3 separate regions of the Sus scrofa genome follow, and all the other regions are linked to region 1. The links are chromatin contacts, called in public HiChIP or PLAC-seq maps. All regions are on one chromosome and are shown on one strand. Each heading gives the region's core, a stretch centred on a gene start, on an enhancer-like site or on the middle of the called end of the contact. The rest is flanking DNA. Distances are from core to core; before and after follow the strand shown. Region 1 overlaps CYP39A1 (cytochrome P450, family 39, subfamily A, polypeptide 1). Region 2 overlaps RCAN2 (calcipressin-2). Region 3 overlaps RCAN2 (calcipressin-2).

Evidence for each region. HiChIP or PLAC-seq counts read pairs in DNA pulled down with a chosen protein or histone mark.
Region 2: an H3K27ac HiChIP or PLAC-seq map of skeletal muscle shows a contact between it and region 1, with 9 times the contacts expected there. The contact joins two enhancer-like sites. A contact is called at or near these places in 1 of 47 Hi-C or Micro-C datasets (embryonic fibroblasts) and 1 of 2 datasets of contacts at active chromatin or transcription factors (skeletal muscle).
Region 3: a contact with region 1 is called in an H3K27ac HiChIP or PLAC-seq map of skeletal muscle, with 6 times the contacts expected there. The contact joins two enhancer-like sites. A contact is called at or near these places in 2 of 47 Hi-C or Micro-C datasets (embryonic fibroblasts and subcutaneous adipose tissue) and 1 of 2 datasets of contacts at active chromatin or transcription factors (skeletal muscle).

What each region holds. Positions count from the first base shown.
Region 1 is chr7:41,394,692-41,398,761 of Sscrofa11.1, reverse strand. The region is part of intron 6 of CYP39A1 (cytochrome P450, family 39, subfamily A, polypeptide 1); the gene reads left to right. Among named protein-coding and RNA genes, the nearest start is that of CYP39A1, 29 kb to the left of the region's middle. Within about 2 kb of position 2,106, at least 6 of the 83 cell types and tissues checked have an H3K27ac peak or open chromatin away from gene starts, as enhancers often do. A contact at or near this core is called in skeletal muscle, where this site is marked.
Region 2 is chr7:41,148,619-41,152,688 of Sscrofa11.1, reverse strand. The region is part of intron 2 of RCAN2 (calcipressin-2); the gene reads left to right. Among named protein-coding and RNA genes, the nearest start is that of RCAN2, 130 kb to the left of the region's middle. Within about 2 kb of position 1,853, at least 4 of the 83 cell types and tissues checked have an H3K27ac peak or open chromatin away from gene starts, as enhancers often do. A contact at or near this core is called in skeletal muscle, where this site is marked.
Region 3 is chr7:41,209,384-41,213,453 of Sscrofa11.1, reverse strand. All of the region lies in intron 2 of RCAN2 (calcipressin-2), which reads left to right. Among named protein-coding and RNA genes, the nearest start is that of RCAN2, 71 kb to the left of the region's middle. Within about 2 kb of position 1,898, at least 9 of the 83 cell types and tissues checked have an H3K27ac peak or open chromatin away from gene starts, as enhancers often do. A contact at or near this core is called in skeletal muscle, where this site is marked.

The sequences.
Region 1 (4,070 bases), core at 857-3,356:
TCTCCCTCCCCCTCTTCCTTTCTTCCTTCCTTCCTTCTCCCTTCCTTCCTTCCTTCCTTCCTTTCTTTCTCTTTCTTTCTTTCTTTCTTTCTTTCTTTCTTTCTTTCTTTCTTTCTTTCTTTCTTTCTTTCTTTCTTTCTTTCTTTCTTTCTCTCTTTCTTTCTATTCCTTCCTCCCTCCTTCCCTCCCTCCCTCCATACCTCCCTCCCTCCACCCCTCTCTCTCTCTTTCTTTCTTTCCAATCTTTTCCCTTATTATGGGGAAGAAAAAAAAAGACTAATGGATTTGGTTGTGTGATGGAAAAACAAAAGGGAATGCTGCGTGAAATCTGATAAGGTCACAAAGGATGCAAAACAGGGATCTGAAGTGAATTCTGCCATCTGAAAGGCTGTGTGTAACAGGCGAAGGGAAAATGTTGCACTTGGGGTCCGTTGTAACACCTCTGTATGGAGCACTTTCTGTACTTTCCATGTCAGGCAGTATGCTTAGTGCTGGTGCTGCAAGGATGAGTAAGTCTTGACCCCTGCCATTTATCAGAGAGAGAGAGAGTAGGTAAACAGATAGTTTCAGCTAGAACTGGGCTTGAACCCAGATATCCCAGCCATTGCCATTGAGTCTCAAGGAGATAACTTAAACTCTCTGAGCCTCCATTTCCTTATTGGGAAAAAAGGGGGCGGGGTAATTATTCTCCTGGAATGGTCCTGAACTTGTGTATTTAATGAATGGTAACCTTGGAGTTCCCATCGTGGCTCAGTGGTCAACGAACCTGACTAGCATCCATGAGGACTCAGGTTCGATTCCTGGCCTTGCTCAGTGGGTTAAGGATCCAACGTTGCTGTGAGCTGTGGTGTAGGCCACAGGCACGACTCGAATCCCACATTGCTGTGGCTCTGGCATAGGCCGGCAGCTATAGCTCTGATTCAACCCCTAGCCTGGGAACATCCATATGCTGTGGGTGCAGCCCTGAAAAGATAAACAAACAAACACACAGTAACCTTCATTTCTCTATAAGGTTTTTAAAAATTTGTTTATTAAAGTAGAGTTGATTTACAGTGTTCTGTCAGTTTAAGATTGTTGTGAGGACTCAACAAGATAAACCCAACTGCTACTCAGTGACCATGAGTTCTTTGTTTTCCCCTGTACCTTCTCTCCTTCTGGGCATCATTCCTGTTTGCATTATTTGGTGTCGTGGTTCTATAAACTGCCCTATGAATAGAGGTGGTGAGGCTAGAACCCAAAATACTGCTAAGGGGAGCAGAGTTTTTTGAATTGTTTCTTTTCATAGCTGTTATTAACTAAAGTCCTGCAATCTGTTTGGCACTTTATGTTCAGTGCACACCAGTTTCTGTGTCAGAGGGATTTCATATTAGCTTAAGCTGTACTTAGATTATTTGAGAAATCAAAGGGTAACCTTTTTTATGTATTTGTTTTCTATTACACAAGAACATTCAACCCGTCTCTAATGATAAATGTGCTCATTTTTCTTTTTTCTCCTAAAAAAATCGAAGTAAAATATGTTACGTCTTATTTATGTTTCCTTCTTCTTTATGAATGTTGTGGAAGACTTTCTAAGTATTATGTTCCAGTTTCCTTTACCCCATTATAAACTAATTGAGTAGAGCAGAAATAGAAATTCTGGCCTCTCTGCTCAAATATTATGTCAGCCACTAAAATACGTATTTCCTTTGGCCTGGGGAAGTAAACATAGTCTAATATTTTCCCCTTCTTTATGTACCTCTAATATTATTCTCTGATTTTTCCTTATACACTTTTCTTGGAAACTGATTAAGCTTTAGAAAAATTTAAAAAAACAAATATCAGACAAACAAACAGACAAAAACCCTCCCAAAGCAACAACAGAACAGCCACTTCTGTCACAGGATTAATTTTCAAGATATCTTTAGAAAGATCCCCTGGAAGAAAGGGACACAAAGCCCCATTGATCTGGCCCAGAGGAAGTCAGGTCTCTGGAATTTGTTCCTGGCTCTGGTCTGAAAGAATTTCAGTCATTAATTTCAGAAAGGAATTGTCTGATGATGAGCAAAAGTTCCATCCTGCAGGCTCTTGTTTTCCCTTCCAAGAGGCAGCTGGTGTTTGGGCAGAGACCCCGGAATGGCTTTAGAGTCAGGTCCAAAGCCAGATCCCGGCACTGGGTGACAATGGGCTGATTGTTTAACTGTGAGCCTCAGTGTCCTTATCAATAGAACAGGATTAATGCTACTTACCTCATAGGATGTTGTGAGCATTGTATTTTGAAGAAGTGGAAAGTGGCTAACAGTCCGTGACACAACATAGGTGCTCAATAAATGTTAGCTTTCTTTCCTTATGCAAAGTAACACCAAGGCTTCAATCAGTCATTACTTCAATGGTCCACTCATAATGAACCACCTTGGCTTCCAAAACTTGACCTCTCCAATGCCCAAGGGTAGGAGTGGCCCCTGCTGTCCTGGCTTTTATGATCTCCCGTCAAGGCCAGGAAGGCCATCAAAAGCCCTGCCAGAGATGTAGGTGGCGGGCCTGTCCTTTCCTGGTACCCAGATCATCTTCTTTTTCACTCTGTGCTGACTCAGGGCCCAGGGGACTCACAGGTCAGGCTTCAGATGGGCTTGGCACAGGGCGCCAGGAGGCTCTATTATGTGACCAAAATCTAGGTGAACTTTGGTGGACTGGCCCAAGATATCAACCACAATTTATGAAATTATTGCTATGAGAAAATCATCTCCAAGTTCCAAGAAATTCCTGACTGCCTTTAAGAAGATTTTTTCCAAAATGGATCTCCAAGCTGATGTTTTACCTTTTAAAATTATTTTTTAATTAAAGTATAGTCGATTTATGGTGTTGTGCCAGTTTCTACTATAGAGCAAAGTGACCCAGCCATATATATGTATATATACATTCTTTTCTCATAGTATCTTCCATCATGTTCTATCCCAAGAGACTGAATATAGTTCCCTGTGCTGTACAGTAGGAACCCACTGCTTATTCATTCTAAATGTAACAGTTTGTATCTACTAACCCCAAACTCCCCGTCTATCTCACTTCTTACCCCCTTTCCCTTGGCTACCACAAGTCTGTTCTCTTACTAAGGGAAGTCAGTCAGAAAGAGAAAGACAAATACCATGTGATATCACTTAAACATGGAATCTAAAACATGGCACAAATGAGCCCATCTACAAAACACTTTACTTTTTTTTTTTTTTTTTTTTTTTTGTCTTTTTGCCATTTTCTTGGGCCGCTCCCGCGGCTTATGGAGGTTCCCAGGCTAGGGGTCGAATCAGAGCTGTAGCCGCTGGCCTGTACCAGAGCCACAGCAAGGCAGGACCCGAGCCGCGTCTGCAACCTACACCACAGTTCACACCACAGCTCACGGCGACGCCGGATCCTTAACCCACTGAGCAAGGCCAGGGATTGAACCCGCAATCTCATGGTACCTAGTCAGATTCGTTAACCCCTGAGCCACGACGGGAACTCCAGCACTTTACCTTGTTAATCTGTTTCTCTGATGCTCTTACTAAGCACTTTCCCTAATGACCATCCCACCCTCTATTCCCACAGCATTTATTGTCTGTACCATCTGTTGCCTATACATGTAGCTCCTTTTCCTCCTGTGTGTATCTCACATCCCCAGCAGATCTGAACGTTCTTTGGACAGAAGGTATGTCCTACACAAGTTTGTGTTTCCCGTGGCTGGCCTGTTACAGAGACCCCATCCGTCTCTGTGAAATCTTGTTCTGAACAGAGGAATAAAGGAAACCGAAGCACACACTCAGGTCCTCTTTTCTGACACAGCAGGCAGAGCTGTCCGCCCTTCTCTCCTCCGTTCTCACCTCTCCAAGACACAGTGGAGAGACACTGTGGCGGCTGCCTCTGAAGGTCAAGGAGCCAGGTGGTTCTTCTCCTTTTTTCCCAGCTCTCACCATGGACCTGACCCCTTGCCAATTGCTACTTTGGGGGGCAGTTCATTCTTTTCCCAAATGTGGTGCTCAGAGAAAATTTTATTTTTATTTTTTCATTTTTTATTTTATTTTTTGTACTTAATAATTTTAATTTTTTCCATTATAGCTGGTTTA
Region 2 (4,070 bases), core at 604-3,103, 250 kb after region 1:
CACCGAGCTGATTAGGTGCAGTCCCCTAGCTGTGCCCCTCTCTCCCTCTCTCCCCAGAAGCCCCCCCTTTCCCAACAGTGCTCTCCAGAACCAGAAGAGTTCATCAGTTTCAGAGATTGGTATCTTGGGTCCAGAGAGAGCCCTGCCTGAAGGCAGTCATCCTGCCCTTCTGGTGGCAAAGAGCCTCCGGGTTACCTGTTTCTGGCCTGGCAGGGTCCATGTACTGTAAGATCAGCCAACTCCCTCTGCCCTTTTCAACGCATTTTTCTTTCAGGTCCAGAATTCTCATTCACTTGCCTTCTATTTTCTAGACCCATGTCCTCTCCTTTACCAGGGCCAGAACTACTTGGATTGATTAAATGTATTAAACGTATAAAGCTTACTTAGTCTCTGTTTGGCCATTGTACTCTGGGCGGCCTCTTTTGTATGGCAGGCCACTCTTCTGACCAGTTTGATTCCGTGAGCACTTTAGTTGCAGAACCTTCTAGATAGACTCCAAATATTATGTCTCTAGTCTTCCAAAAAGAATGCCACTCCACTCAGTTAACACTATAAGCCAATCAGTGTGCTAAATCCGCCCCCCTGCGATATATACCAATTTTGTTCTTAAGAAACTTCTGTTCTGGGTTCAGTATCTTTAGTGGGGGACAAGGTTTCAGAGGCCCGTGTTGAGCCCTCTTTAGCAGGGCTGCTGCAGCTTGACTTGTACCCTCCAGACCCCAGGGGTATCCTGGACCGAGTGAGTGACGGGTGCCCTGAGGCTTGTGCAGTGTACAGCCGGCACAACCGAACATGGCGGCTCTTTTAAATGTCTCCCACTTTATGAATAAAGATGGCAGGACTCATTGGATCATCATGACGTCCCTACGTCCCAAGACATAGGGGATTTCCATAGATCTCCGGTTACGGATTCGCCTGTAAAGCCTGCATGTCTGTCTGGATGGGATCACTCCCAGAAGACCAGTTTTCAAGCTCCAGGAGCAATAACATCTGGTAATAATAGCACCTGCTGTTGTTGTTTTGAGTGGCTTAGGCCTTGGGCCAGGTATTCATCAGCTGGTAGTTCCAGCTGCCCAAGCTGAGTGATGTTTGTTAAGTAGTCCTTTATCCCATTCCATTTCCTCTCTTGTGTTGACTCCCTCCAAAGACGTCGTTTATATAAATCACCAGTTTTGATGGTTCATAAACAAATCATGGAGCCCACGGCATCTGGGAGGCACACTGCAGCCTTTCTAAACTGGCACTGTGGGTATCAGCCCATGAATGGCCACCAGCTTCATTGTGAGAAATTAACTCAGCGATCAGCACATGTTTAGTCAGTGTCTACTCTGTGCAGGTGCTGTGACTTGCTGTGACGTGACAGATGCTGTAAGAAGGCAAACAATCAGAGCGGCAGCTGATGGTTTCTGAATTCTCATGCATTACCCATATGGGGCTTGTTTTAATCCTGGACGTTTATGAGGTCACTCTTAACATCTCTATTGTAATAGCTGAGGAAACTGAGACATAGAGCAGGTAGAGTAACCCACAGTCATATAATTAATAAGTGGTCACATGGGGGGCGTTGAACCCAAAGCTTTCTGACTCCAGATTTCATGCTCTGAACAAGTATCCTCTACTATTTTTCCCTCCCTGACCCCCCCTCCACCCACCAAGCTGGTCAGGATATAGCCTCATCTTTACAACGCATACATTAATGGACTGATAGGATTTTAGGAAAAAGTGAATGTGAATGCTTTATAAAAAGCAAGAAGGAAGATCCTTATTTAAGCCGACCGAATAGTATGGATGGAACAAACTGGGAATGACCTCAGGAGCACTCTGCCCCATTAGGTAATTTCTGCCAGAAAAAGACAGCTGCGCCCTTGGCTCTGTTGGTCCTCAGTTGGTTAATAACAAATAACTCTGTACCCTCAGCCCCTTGTTCTTTGACTTGGGGCTACACTTCACAGCTGACTCACCCTGCCGGTTCCGCTGGGAATTCTGCTCCTCTGATTTAGTCACGTAAGAGAGCATTATGGGAGTTTCCTGACTGCCAGGATGGGACACTGCTCGCCTCTGAACGTTTTCCAAGCTAAAGTCATTTCTGAGCGGTTCTCCTGAGGAGATCTCTAGGGTCTTAATTAAGTCTTTGAACCAGTGCTTGAGGAGTCACTGGTCTTCCATTTGAGCAGACTAGTGACTGTGTGGCGTGTCCCCCTGAGCATTCAGTGATGGGGGTGTGGGGGGAAGTGTATTTCAGCCCCTCCATTCTTCAGGAGAGAATGCTGTTTTGCCTTCTCATTTAGCTGCCAGCTCTGGCTGGACACAGAGTCTGGGGTCTCCAGCCTATGAAACGTGGGTTTGCAACCTGGAAGGAAAAGCATTAGGGAAAATAGGCTGGATGGTATGGGTCCCCACTCTGCCTTGGGTATATTCTTTTTTCTTCCATTTTTAAAGTTTTATTTTTTTATTTTTATGGCCACACCTGCAGCATATGGAAATTCCACTCTGGCTAGGGATCAAATCCAAGCCATAGCTGTGGCCACACTGGATCCTTTAACCCACTGAGCTGGGCCTGGGATCGAACCTGTACCTCTGCAGTGACCCGATCCTCTGCAGTTGGAAACTTAACCCACTGCACCATTTTTTTAAAGTTTTATTGAAATATGGTTGATTTACAATGCTGTGATGATTTCTGCTGTAAGGCAACGTGATTCAGTTATATATACACACACATCCATTCTTTTTTTTTTTTTTTTTTGTCTTTTTAGGACCACACCTGCAGCATATGGAATTTCCCAGGCTAGGGGTTGAACTGGAGCTGCAGCTGGCAGCCTACACCACAGCCACAGCAGTGCAGGATCTGAGCCATGTCTGCGACCTACACCACAGCTCAGGGCAACACCAGATCCTTAACCAATTGAGCAAGGCCAGAAATTGAACCCTCAGCCTCATGGATACTGGTCGGGTTCATTACTGCTGAGCCATGACGGGAACTCCCACACATCCATTCTCTTTCAAATTCTTTTCCCACACAGCTTATCATAGAATATGGGTAGAGTTCCCTGTGCTATACAGCAGGTCCCCGTTGGTCAGTCATTCCATAGACCTCAGCGTGCACATGCCTTAGGTATAGTCTAAGCTCTGTCTTTCTAGTTAGAGCTCCAGAAGGCAATATCTGGGAACTGTTTCTTCTCATGGAACTGCCCTTGCATTTCCCAGGCTATTCTGAGATAATAACCATAGGAAAATCACATCTTTCTTTTGCAATATGAATCGCCCTGGAGGGCAGCATCCAGCCTGCCACTACATGCCCTGCACACATTTCCACATAAGCAGCTGCTTTCATCACTTAATGCCAAGAGGAAGAAGAAAAGAAACAAAACCTTGCTTCTGCTGAGGTTGTGCTCTGCTTCCTCCTCTCTGATAGGATCTTGTAACTCTCATCCTTGCCTGTCCGCAGGGAGGCCCAGAGCCCATTCTCCAGAAATGACCTCAGTCCTGCTGGTCAGTTCACCTCAACTTTCATGGTCTCAGTGCTCCAGTTTGATTTCATTATCAGTACTCTATGTGGATTTTGGAAAAAGGCAAGAACCTATTTTTCTATTTTGACATGTGCTGAAGAGTTCCCGTTGTGGCTCAGTGGGTTAAGAATCCAACTAGTATCCGTGAGGATGCAGGTTCAGTCTGCTCGTTCAGTGGCTTAAGGATCTGGCCTTGCCGTGCGCTGTGGTGTAGGTCGCAGATGCAGCTCAGATCCCGAGTTGCTGTTGCTGTGGTGTAGGCCGGCAGCTGCAGCTCCGATTCCACCCCTAGCCTGGGAACCTCCATATGCCGCAGGTGCAGCCCTAAAACAAAACAAAACAAACCACCCCCCCAACCCCCCCAAAAAAGAAGCATGCTGAGTGTCGGTTCTGCATCAGGCACCGAGTACGAGGAGGAGAGGGGGTGTGACGTTCACGAGGAGCTGAATGAGACAAAGGAGCACAGAGAATCGGATTTTGTGAGCTCAAACACAAGGACAGCCAACACTGACTGTGTCAGTTTCCTCTTTGGAGATGTCACCAAAAGGTTCTGGGGAGCGGAAT
Region 3 (4,070 bases), core at 649-3,148, 190 kb after region 1:
TTTTGGCATCATTGATAGCGCATTCTTTGCAGTGTTTCCAGTAGTGCAAAGCCTTTGTGTTTAGGGTAGATTTGAGGTTGTGGGAGCAAGCCATTCAGAGCCATGCGCGGTGATTCAGGAGGTGAACCAACCCGAGTCAAACCATTTTTGTTTAATAAGAACATGCACAAGACACTGGAATGAGAAATAGCTTCAGAATCATAGGAATGATTTTCTTGCGGAGCTTGGGAACTGATGCTGGGGAATTCCAGAAATGCACCAGGAAGGCATTGCTGCCACAAGGTCACTTTTTTGAAAAAAAAAAAAAAAAAAAAAAAGAAGAAGAAGAAGAAGCATTCAGCTGCCCCTGTGAGACCTACCTAATGTACTAAATAAGAAGCAGAGTTGATTCTTTAGGCCTATGTGTAACGTAGCCAGCCTCAACTCTCAAATCCCTGTCCCTTGTTCAGTTCCTTGCTGCACAAAGAAAGCCTGACAACAAACCCAATGGCCATGTGCTGACCAAGAATTCTCTTTTTATTTTTTTTTTATAATTGTAGCTTTCATTAGTTAATTAATTTTCTTTTTAGGGCTGCACCTGTGGCATATGGACGTTTCCAGGCTAGGGGTCAAATTAGAGCTGTAGCTACCGGCCTCCACCACAGCCATGGCAACAGCAGATCCAAGCTACATCTGAGACCTATGCCACAGCTTGTGGCAACGCCGGATCCTTAACCCACTGAGAGGAGCCAGGGATTGAACCCGCATCCTCATGGATACTAGTCAGGTTCTTACCCCCCTGAGCACATGGGAACTCCCAAGAATTCCCTTTTTAATAAACATACCCTCAGGAGATACTATATCCTGAGATAGCCTTAAGATCTATCCTAAGATAGCCTCAGAGAGCTAGTCTACATACCCAGGGAAGGGCAGTGACTCTTGAACATACTTGCAAGGGGAAAGAAGACTGTTTGAATCAATCTGCTCAGTCCGTCCATTGATTATTTCACCATTATTGAACAGCTATCTGCTCCACTCCAAGTACCACTCTTGGCCCTGGGAATACACAGATTGAACGAGATGCACGACCTCATGAGCTTTTTTTTTTTTTTGCCTTTTCTAGGGCTGCTTCCCATGGCATATGGAGGTTCCCAGGCTAGGGGTTGAATCGGAGCTGTAGCCGCTGGCCTACACCACAGCTCACAGCAACATCGGATCCTTAACCCACTGAGCAAGGCCAGGGATCGAACCCACAACCTCATGGTTCCTGGTCGGATTCGTTAACCACTGAGCCACAATGGAAACTCCATGACCTCATGAGCTTAATGGTGACTGAGTCTGATGACTAGAGGACAAGTTGGAGTAGCGAGAGACTGGGGTGGATGCAGCAGCCGGTAGGGGCGGAGGGAATGGGTCCCGTCAGAGGGGAAAACGAAGGTTCTGGAATCTCTGGGATGTACTTCTGTGTTCGGTTTCGAGCCCTACCCCGAGCCTAGATAGGAATCTCTACCTGGACCCATCTGTTGCCATGGAGTGCTGGCTTGGGGACTTGAGGACAGGATGCTTCAGGCCCGCCTCTCGTGTAATTGGCACGGCTGTCCTGTCTCACGGGGCCTGTTTGGACAGGACCACTGAGGGGCGAGGGTGGCAGAGGGGGAGACTTTGACCCTGGCCGGAGCTTTCCTTTGCGGCAAGCAGACCCAGCCACGGGGACAGGTGGCACACGGTGGAACATTTCCACTGTGACCTACCTGTCTTCATTTGCTCCGCCCACATGCACAGGGTTCGCCGTCCTCCAAAGAGGAGCTGTGAGCTTTTGCTTATTTTAAAAACTGCAACCTGTGAGGAGAGAGGGTGTTCTTTGACAACATGACATCACCGAAGCCTCTAGGTGTTGAGTCATCATTATTTTTAGGCAGCTCTCGGCTTTTTTTGGTAGTTCTAAGAATAGCCCTTGTAGTCTGGACGCTACAGAAAGTCACCTCAGTAAAGATCCTGTCGCCGCTCCACAGTGGGAATGGAATGTTTTCTTCCTTTCCAGAGCTCGCATTTTACCTCCCAAACATTCTTGCCCTTGTGGGTTTTCTGTGGTCAACTTGAAAACGGTATCCAGCGCTGTCACTTGAATTTGTTCAAACCTGTGTTAGACATCCTTATTGTTGTAAACAGTGGTGGCATGAACAACAAAGGAAAAAAACCTTTTCCTTCCTAAAGGGCTCCTGGTCATCTTTAGTCAGTGCCTGTTTGGTCTGCAAATAGCTTTATCAGTGACTTCACCCGTTTTTCAACATTTCAAAACCTGTGTCTATGCCTGGTGTTTTATGGATTAAGTGGCTTGAGATACCTCCCGGGAGGGGGTGGGCTTGGGGCTGCTGCTGTTGGCATCTAGGCAGGATCAACTGAAAGAAGCCAAAATAAATGTTGTTATAGGTTCTTAAACTAAATGAGCCTATAAATCGTAAACCATATTGGAACTTGACGACAGGGCAGTAAAACGGATGGAGCCAGCCCAGAAGTGGAACTTCGTGGGTCAATTCAGAGGCTGGTTTTCCCATTGCCTGTTCAGAGCATATGCCCAAATATGATCAATTTATTTTTTGTGGCGTTTGGAAGCCTGTAAGAGCACTAACGGCTCATGAGCTGAGCCAAATGCTGTTCTAACTGTAGCATCCAGGGAGGCAGCTGCTTGGAATAAAATGAGGTGGTTGTTTAATATTAGAGTGTACCTTTTGTGTCTGGATGTGACAGAAGGGCAGTCACATGACCTCTGTCTAAGGGCAGCTGAAAAGGACCAGTGCATGTGGTGGGCTGGCTTCCGAGCACAAGCCAGGAAACTATAGGTACTCTGACAGGCTTGGGTCTGCTTTGATTTTATTATATTATATTATATTATATTTTATTTTATTTTTTCTTTTCTTTTCAGGGCCACACCTCCGGCATATGGAAGCTCCCAGGCTAGGGGTCGAATCCAAGCCTCAGCTGAGGACCACACCACAGCCACAGCAACACCCGATCCAAGCTGCCTCTGTGACCTACACTGAAGCTCGTGGCAATTCCAGATCCTTAACCCACTGAGAGAGGCCAGGGATCGACTCCACATCCTCATGGATACTAGTCAGGTTCTTAACCTGCTGAGCCACAGTGGGTACTCCAATTTTTTTTTCTTGTTTTGGCCATATATGGAAGTTCCCAGGCTGGGGATCGAATCTGAGTCCAGCTGCACCCTTTGTCACAGCTGCCATGATGCTAGATCCTTAACCCGCTGTACCAAAGGAGGAGCTCCGGTTCTGCATTTAATGTCGCAGAGCTCAAACCTGCTCCCCATGTGGGACATCCTGTCTTGAACTGGGGAAATGGCATATAGCATTGTGATGAAGAGAGCAGCCTCTGGCGTCTGTCAGTCAGATCCCAGACCCAAATCCCCTGCTTCTACTTGTGTGACCATGGGCAGTTTCTTGCATCTTTCCAAATGGCAGTGTCTTCACCTACAAAATGACATCAAGTAATAGCATGTACTTCAGAGGTTGCCGTGAGTATATAAGTGGCATCCTCTAGGATGCCTTGATGACAGGAACTGTACTGTTGCCTGCTGATAATAATTGCTGCTCATCAGTCTTGCATCATTTAAACTTTGCTTTCCTTGCCTGTGGTTGTTGCATCACTCACTGAAGCACAGTGTACTTGGTCCGCCCTGTTGGCCATTCTTGCTACCTTCAGAACTTCTGGGGTAGACCAGATGACCGCCTTTTGACGTCTGAACAAATAGCAGTTTATTCACAAGGACCAGCCCAGAGGAAAGCCCATTTGCTGTCTCTCCTGCACACAGTGCCTTTAACAGCCATAACTCCAGTGATTCATTGCCGATCCTAAGTCCTCATCCTTCTAATACTCACTAGAAAGTTTCATTTTCTTTAGTGTTGAAGGTACAGTTACAAAGACTAGATATAGTCATTTGGAAATCCCATTAATATATACACATTGATGAGGAGCCTGGTGTGTATTGGGCTTCATGTTACCATTTAAACAACATCTTTAGAAGTTTTCCGAAAAGACACATCAGTTTTGCGTTGATGATTTTCTTTTCAGTTTGG